Regions from separate parts of the Mus musculus genome. Here region 2 is linked to region 1. A link is a contact called in public HiChIP or PLAC-seq data. All regions are on one chromosome and are shown on one strand. The core of a region is the stretch at or near the end of the contact, and the rest is flanking DNA. Distances in the headings are between cores, read along the strand shown.

Region 1 (4,482 bases), core at 495-2,994:
AATATGATGTTTTAGAGGCACAAAGTATCTAAGGCAGTTTGAATCAGAACCTATTAAACACTGCCTCTGTCTTTAAGTAGCTTCTTGAAATTTGGCTTGAGCTTTAGTCCAAAAAGGACAACATCTGGAGTCAAATGCAGAGCTGAGCTTTGCATTTAAAAACCTAGGCCATTCAAATTGTTTTTATGTTTAACATTCGCCTAAACAACTCTGGTGATTAGGGAAAGGAATCTGCCAGGCAGTCTGGCCCACGCCTTTAATCCCAGTGCTCAGGAGGCAGAGGCAGGCTGATTTCTGAGTTTGAGGCCAGCCAGGGCTACACAGAGAAATTCTGTCTTAAAAGACAAAACAAAACAAAGCAAAAGAGTTATAAAATACCGAAGATAGTTGCTTTCAAAAAGATTGTTTTGACTGATTAATAAGTGTCATTATTACCCAGGCTTCTTATGATATGGACATTAAAACTGAAAACTGAAAGGTGGCTCGTGAATATGGTGAAGCTTCAGCTAACCATCTTAGTTTGTGTGTTATCCGCCCGGTAGGAAGCCAGAAGCTTAACTAACAGGAACTCATTTAAAATAAGAACGTACATACGAAGGGGGTGTTTTAAATTAAGAAATGAAAGAAGGAAGGAAGAAAAGGAAGGAAGGAAGGAAGGAAGGAAGGAAGGGAGGGAGGGAGGGAGGGAGGGAGGGAGGGAGGGAGGGAGGGAAGGGAGGGAGGGAGGGAGGAAGGAAGAAGGAAGGAAGGAAGGAAGGAAGGAAGGAAGGAAGGAAGGAAGGAAGGAAGGAGAGAGGGGGAAGGAAGGAAGGGAGGGAGGGAGGAAGGAAGGAAGGAAGGAAGGAAGGAAGGAAGGAAGGAAGGAGAGAGGGGGAAGGAAGGGAGGGAGGGAGGGGGGAAGGAAGGAAGGAAGGAAGGAAGGAAGGAAGGAAGGAAGGAAGGAGAGAGGGGGAAGGAAGGAAGGGAGGGAGGAAGAAGGAAGGAAGGAAGGAAGGAAGGAAGGAAGGAAGGAAGGAAGGAAAGAAGGAAAGAAGGAAAGAAGGAAAGAAGGAAAGAAGGAAGGAGAAAAGAAAAAAGAAAAGAAACCAAGGTTATTTCTTTTGGCCAAGGCTAGTTAATGACAGGTCAACACTCAAATCTGGATCATGCCCTTCCAAGCCTACAGCTTACACTGTTAAATGTGTTGCCTTTTTGTAAATTATAATTAGATTTTTTTTCTCCTGTTAATAAACAAGCTTGTCTGGATTCATATTGATAAAGAAGGCTATACACATAGAAGAGAAGAAAGGGAAGAAGGAAAAAGGAAGAGACTAAGAAGGAAGTGGGATGGAAGGGAGGAGAAAGAAAGAACTGACAGACGCAGCTAGCTTTAAAACTTTGCTAGTCTGGGGATCTGGCCACACTGCCTCCTTCTGCCTTACACTCCATTGTTCCTTTGGCTCTAGTCTGTCTCAATGGGAGCCTGTGAGCCCTGTGAGGGCAGAAACCATGTGCCTCTGGGCACCACTGTATCCCTGTGTGACTAGCCCAGAGCAAGGATACAGTCAGTGCACACCTGATAAATGAAATTCAACCAGGATTTCCTTTGTCTCTGTGGCCTGCATGTGTCACTTCTCGTGTCCTCCCTGTCCTCTCAGAAGAACACACCACCCCCCAAAGACTATATTCATTACCCTGCACCCAAACACTTGCAAGCACACACACTATTCACATCCAAGAGAGGTTCCCTCATGCCTGCCACCAGTGTGGACTTTGTAAGAATGGCAGTTGGCACCCTAGATCTTATTCCTCTGCACCTGGACGGGGAGTGACGTGAAACAAAGATTAGACTTCATCTGCCTCCTTTCAGCTCCTTAAAGTGACGTTTCCCGTGTTGCTTTGAGAGTAACCCCACCATCAGACATGTCAGCTAGCTCAACATTCCACAGATGTCAAAGTTCACACGACTGTTTTGTCTTTCCTCCAGCAAGTTCATTTTACATTTAGCTGCACTCAAATGGCGTTCATTAGGGCTATTACCCCCTTTTCATACCATCCTTCAAGAACTCATGTTTCAGTATGCAGACACTGGCTCCACATTCCAGTCTGGAGCGCTGCATGTTTATTTCATAAATGAAAATAGCCTGGCAGTTAAAATGTGTGTCAAGTATTTGGCCCTGAAATACTGAGTTTGTTGTTGTTTGTTTTGCCCAAGTTCCATCAGACACCTGTTTTGTACTGAAATCCTTATTAAACTGTTTCAGTTTTTTCTATTTTTTTTTTCTCATGGGGTTCTATTTCCCTCCAGTTTTTTTTCTTTTCTTTCCCAAGCAAGCCCTTTGCTTTTGCTTTTGAGGTCAAAGCTGCAGTTTTCATCAGTTTCCTCCCCACCCCCCACCCCCACCCCCACCCCCCAGTCACCCTCCTCTCTCTGGTTGGGAGGAGACTTGTTCTTTGTGTTAGAATTATTCATGCAACTCATGGAAAGGAGAACAAGGGTAAAATAAACTGGCTCAGGAAAAACAAAAACAACTGAACCAGCCTCGTGACTGGAGGGGGGGTGGCTACAGAAAGATCCCCCATGCTAGGCGCGGAGCAGAGCGGAAGTTACTTGGGAACGGAAGTTATTTCGGAGCAAAAGTCAAACTCTAGTGGCCACAAAACAGAAAGTCCCCCACCCATCCACCCCCCCTCGTCCCCCCCCCATGAGATTTTCTCACCTCTGAGGAGTCAGGTCTTCATAGCCTGGGATCCAGGTTAAACTCAGAGTAATGCCCTGGTAACTTTAACACACAAAATGCACAGTTCACTTAGTACTTGAGAGACGGGTGGGGTAGAAGAAAAGAGGTAGTTTTGAAAGTTTTTAACAAATTGGTTAAGTGTAATTTGTTCTGAATATTTTTTTTGACAGAAGTCACCCCTAATTGCCATTTCTGAAAGGTGTCTCAATTAAGATCACACGCCATTGCTGTCTAAATGCTATACATTTGTCTGAAGGAGAAAGCAAGCCACAACATTGTCTATTAAGTGTCAAAAAGCCTTTTCTTTAACTGCAGAGGGCTTGGACACAGCTCGGGAAATACTTCAAATGGAAAAGAAATGTTAAACGCTACCCTTCAAGCTATTGGAAAACCTATTATCAAATGTTAAAAACCTTGTAGAAAAAAAATAACCATGACTGTCCCAGCAGGATGACATATCTTTGTTTAGCAAAGGTTGATCACCATTGATAATCAAGAGCTAATAAGAATGGATGCAGTCCAACTGCTAATTAGGAATCCAGAGGCTTAAATTAAGAAACTGTGGAGGACTAGGTATGGTATCTGCTTCCATAGTCCCCTCAACGCCAGAAGCACGTCTAACAGAAAATGCTGCAGATATTTCTCTTCGTTGCGTCTCCTAAGTCCTAATGTCAGCGCTTAGATGCTTGGGGCTCTGTGTGTGAGAGAGAGAATGCTGTGCTATGTACATATGTGAGGACCGGGATGGGAGGGGCTTCATCCATAAGAGATCAGAACTTCAGAAGAGAATGCTGTGTGTGTGTGTGGGGGGGGGGGGTTGTCAACAGTGTGTTTGTGCCTCCACACAACCCTTCACTATCTTGCTCAGTTCACGGGACATAATGAAAATTAATTAGTGTGTTCCTAAATCATTAGCCCCAATCTCTCTAGTGTGTGTGTCTATGCCTAACTGAAGATTTTCTGAAGAAAGGAGGCAGAAACCAGAAATCTGGGGTCAGAGGCAAAGGCACAGATGTGCAGATAAATGGCTATCCTGTGATGGTGCCTCTTTGTGTTCATGATTACAAATGATTCTAGTTCAGCCTCTGATGCGTAAGCTGCCCCTTTTTCTTGTTCTAAATACAGTACTTTCAACACCCCCTCCCAATTCATTCCTTACAGACTTGGAGGATTTAAATTTTTCTCCAAAATGCCACATGTCAGTCAAAAGAGAAAATGATTGGCTTTTTAAATTATAATTTAAAGCACATTGACTAGAGGCTATGTTTTCATTAAAATTTAACCCCCTTTTAAGCTCACATCTGCAGCTTTGGGAAACAAGCTGAAAGATGGGCTTCTATCTCTGTATCTTTCCACAAAACAAGGGCTAGAAAATTAAAAACACAGAGATACAATGAATAATAGCCCATGCTAATAGGACGCTGTTTCTTTAATAACACCCATCAGAACATTCCTGGCTGCTCTTTCGTTTGCAATATACAGACAAATCAGGAGCGTTTCATTTTCATCTGTAAATATTTCAAAGTTAAATCTAACTAGAAAGCTTTAGGTGAAAGGTGTTCAGAGGCCTTATTTTTTAATGGAATTCTTTTACACCCTCTCTGGGCCATCATTTTCTGCAGACAAATGTTAACTTTTGGACTACACATAACCATTTTTACACCATGTTACTATTTCACTAGACTATGAATTATTTTCCAGGTCAATATTTTAATATAGTAACCCAAAACTTGCAAATGTCATGATAAAATGGCTAGCTGTT
Region 2 (4,001 bases), core at 849-3,348, 860 kb before region 1:
GTGTGTTTTCTTGCAGCTTGTCCCACGAGGAGCACCCCCACAGCCACCCTCTCTATGGACATGGCGTATGCAAGTGGCCAGGCTGTGAGGCGGTTTGTGACGACTTCCCAGCCTTTCTAAAGTAAGGATCATCTGCCTTGTCTTCTCTTGTCACACAGCTGTCCCTCCTGCTGTCCCCCTTCACCCATTAGGTTGTCTTCCTGTTGAAGACTGCCACACAGCCCTTCAGAGGGTGGCTTCTGAGTCACCATCACAGGAACTTAGATCATCCCTGGAGGGTTGCCCTGCCATGGGAAGGAGACTTAAAGGGAAGTCACCAATCACCAGTCAGTTTTTGAGACTAACCCTGATGCAGAGAGACGCCCACTGTGGACCTTTAATTCTTTAGCTCTCCCTAGTTTTGCACATATCCCAATCTAACTCCAGAAAAGCTGGTGTCAGTGACTGGTCCTTTGTAGTTTAGTGACTGGGCCCCTTTGACATCGAGACAGTGCCACCATTTTGGTTTCTTACCTCTCTATATTGGGTGGCTTCTGTTTAGGTCATTCTTCTCTCAGGAAGAAGTGGGTAGAATATGATGTAAACTCGGGCTGTCTCATCCCAAGCTGGGGAGCTGATAGTCGCTGCCAAAACAGGCTGCGAGGCTTCTCCATTTGAAGTGGATCTCTCTGCCTCACAACTCTGAGTTCCCTTAACCTCTCCCATGCTGTCAGGTCGGTTAAAAATCTGACCAGCTACCCTGTGTTCTTGACATTACTTATAAACAATGCTGAATCCTTGACCAGTGTACTGAATACAGTCGTCTAAGTGTTCTGTTGCTGTAAAGAGATACCATGACTAAGGCAGCTCTTAAAGCCTGTAACTGGGGCTGGCTCAGAGTTGTAGAGGTTAATCTATGATCATAATGGCAGACCGCAAACAGGCATGGTGCTGGAGCAGTAGCTGAGACCTCACTATGCTGATCTGCAGGCAGCAGACACAGAGAGAGGCACTGAGCCTCCTGTGGGCTTTTGAAACCTCAGAGCCCTCCCTCAGTGACACATCTCCTCCAGCAAGGCCACACCTCCCAATATTTCTCAAACAATTCCAGTAACTGGGAACTAAACATCGAAATCTATGAACCTAAGAGGGCCGTTCTCATTTAGGCTACCACAAAAGTACCATCTTCTATTTAGCATGCATCACATACAGCTTCTGTATATCAAGGCACATGATGGTTTCTCTAGAGTGAGAGCATCCTTTATGGCTATCTTTATGGACCAGACACGAACACTGTAATGCAGCCACCCCTAGAGATGCTTGTAGTATTGCCTGCCGGTAGTTTTCTGTGAATATTTTATTATAACAGCAATGCTATAAGAGGCTTTGAAATTACTATATAGCTTCTCATATTGTATCCTTCACCTCAAGATTATTTTGTGGTCAGTGCACACGTAGGCCATGTCCCAAAAAGCTAGGAAGTCTCAACATCTAGAGCAGCAATAGTCCTCGCCAACTGCATCATTAGCATTTAGATAAGTGGGCGCTAGCTTTGTCCTCTGTGTAGCTCCCTCATGGAATCTGTTTTGTTACCATCCTGATCTTGGCCTAATGGTGTTTATCCAATGAGAGGAAAGAACTTCCCGGGCTACACTCAGAAACTCTGATTTCCCGGGCTGTACCAGTGCTAAGTAAATACGGTACTGATTTCACTCTCCCGGAGAGTGGCTGACAAGCATCGGTCAACATGTTTTACGTTTATAAAATCTTGAATTATAAAATTGCTGTCATCACTCGTGTGACATGTCTCATCAGCTCTAGGGACAGAAAAGGCATTGCCAGTTCCCCCACTTTGACCCAATTTAAAAACTTTCATTAATGGTCAAAGTATTCCTATCCTAATCGTCTTCATGTCATAGGTTCACATGCTATGAGCCGGCAGTTAAGCTATGGCGAGGCCTCAGGATAGAGGAAGAGTGAATAATTCAAACCACTTCTAAGGTCGGAGAGGGAAAAAAAAGCAGAGATCTTTTGAATCGAAGCCTAGGTTTACCTCCTACAAACAAGAAGCCCGCTCACCGCTCAGGCTGTCAGGAGCCTGGCTCTGAGCTGGAAACCCTCTCTCCAGCCTTTATTGTGGTTTTGCTCATGGCATGACAAGCTCCTGGTTCCTGTTTGCTTGGCGGAACTGGAGTGCCTGCTATCAACTTGCAATATAGCTTGCTTATTTCCTACTGTTTGCTTATGTGCCAGCATTTTTTCAGAAGACTTTGTTTGCAAGTTGTACAAACCTGACTTGAGTTGATATAAGAAAAAAAGAATAGAGGCAGTGGGTGAAAATGAGCTGGTATAGACCGGAACTCCTACAGCTTAGTTAGCGCCAGGCGTGCCAGGATCCAAGTGGCTGCTGTTTGGGGTTCCCATTAGCTCTGATTCTCTCTCTATTGCCTTCATTCTTGGGACCTTTCTAATTGGAATTGGAGAAAACAGGATTGTATGTTACGGCATGATCCCTCCCGAGATGCGGGTTTTTCTCCTGTCCTCTTAGCCTTGTGTAGAGACCGCCACCCATCCAGATTAAGCCCCGCTGCTCTCGTTTTGAGCCAGACTCCATTCCGTTTCTGCCTCCAGAGCAAAGGGACTCAGACACATGATGCATCTGGGAATGGGGATGAGAGATGTGGACCCAGAAAACAAAAGTGAGCATTCCTGTGGCAGAAGCCCGATTTCGGATCCCGTTTTCCCCTCCTTTTGCAGCAAGATTTCAACGCTGAGAGACTCAGACTTATCTTTAGGTTCAGGATCTTCCCTGATGAAGTAGAAAACAAGTAAGAAACTTAGAGTGGAGACTTAGAGTAGCACATCGCCACTCAGCCCCCAAAGAGAAATCTCTCCGCTCTGGGTGCTCTTGCAGTTCCGAGACCGCTACGCGGTTTCCTTGGATCCTATGTTGTGAGAGAATAATAGTTCAAGCTTTTCTCCTTATGTTCCTGGGTAGATGGTTCTAGAAGAATCTTCTCTGCTCTCCTTGTCCACAAGCCCCCCCCCTCCATTCTTACTTGTGGTGTAAGCAAACTGACACTAGTCACTTCTTAATGGTGTATAATTAAACAGTCTTAAATACGTAATGGGCATGGTCTCAGATATATAACAATATATATTAATATATATTAATTTAATCCTCACAGTTGCCTTGGAAAATGTCATAGTAGCGTTTTGAATCCTCAGTTAAGGTGGTTGGGAGCAGAGAGTTTGAGTGATGGACCCAAGGTCACCCAGCTACGGTGAGCTCTGGTCTCAGAGCCTTCCGCTGTGCCACGGTGTCATCTGGGAGAAGTTTTTTAAGTGAGTGAGTTGCTTTCTTCTTGCTTTAAAGGCAGATCAGGAATAGAGGAGCTACTCCTACGGCTGGTCGTCTGTGTAGGTTTCTTGGATCTCAGTCCCTTTGACCATTTGTGCTCCAGTGTATTGATCTCGTAGAATTGTCAAACTCCAAAGACAAATCATGGAAGGTGCCCTTACTCGGTACTTACAAACACCGGCACTTTCATCTACTTAAGTGTATTTTAGGAGCAATCATTTTAAATATCCAGACATCCCCAGCCTCGTGTTTAGAGAAGGCATTGGTGACTGTTTTCTGTAATAATGTAAAAAGTTGCTTACAGTCTGGCCCTGAGGGTGGTATCGGGAGTCAGCACATCAGACTATGCAGGCCTGAGTCCTGTCCCCCATCACTCTAAAACAGGCAGAGTCCAAGTGAGGGAGAAGCATGCCTATGCCCCTCATACCAGCCAGCAAATGGCCTCTGACCTAAGGTCACATTTTGGCTCTACCCCATATTTCCAGCTGAACACTGCCACGTGCCCCCTCGATTCTGTTGGCTAGGTGGGGGGGGGGGGGGTATGCATGCATGGGAAGGCCTGTGATTTCCCCCAACACCACAGGTTTTATGCTCCTTCCTGGCTCTGGGCTTCTCCAACCTAGCATTATGGGTTTGGTGTCTGAAAGGAACATGATGCCAG

The links. HiChIP or PLAC-seq counts read pairs in DNA pulled down with a chosen protein or histone mark.
Region 2: an H3K27ac HiChIP or PLAC-seq map of T-cell acute lymphoblastic leukemia shows a contact between it and region 1, with 4 times the contacts expected there. The contact joins two enhancer-like sites. A contact is called at or near these places in 1 of 484 Hi-C or Micro-C datasets (cranial neural crest), 3 of 115 datasets of contacts at active chromatin or transcription factors (T-cell acute lymphoblastic leukemia, embryonic basal ganglia and forebrain) and 3 of 9 other capture datasets (embryonic stem cells, embryonic tail and embryonic trunk).

Annotation. Positions count from the first base shown.
Region 1 is chr6:98,111,958-98,116,439 of GRCm38.p6, reverse strand. No RefSeq gene overlaps it. Among named protein-coding and RNA genes, the nearest start is that of Gm32592, 110 kb to the left of the region's middle. RefSeq lists an enhancer at 1,608-4,046. Within about 2 kb of position 1,744, at least 50 of the 459 cell types and tissues checked have an H3K27ac peak or open chromatin away from gene starts, as enhancers often do. A contact at or near this core is called in T-cell acute lymphoblastic leukemia, where this site is marked.
Region 2 is chr6:98,974,253-98,978,253 of GRCm38.p6, reverse strand. Foxp1 (forkhead box P1) reads left to right here. Exons shown (of 19, transcript NM_053202.2): 10 at 17-121. Among named protein-coding and RNA genes, the nearest start is that of Gm38865, 150 kb to the left of the region's middle. Within about 2 kb of position 2,098, at least 16 of the 459 cell types and tissues checked have an H3K27ac peak or open chromatin away from gene starts, as enhancers often do. A contact at or near this core is called in T-cell acute lymphoblastic leukemia, where this site is marked.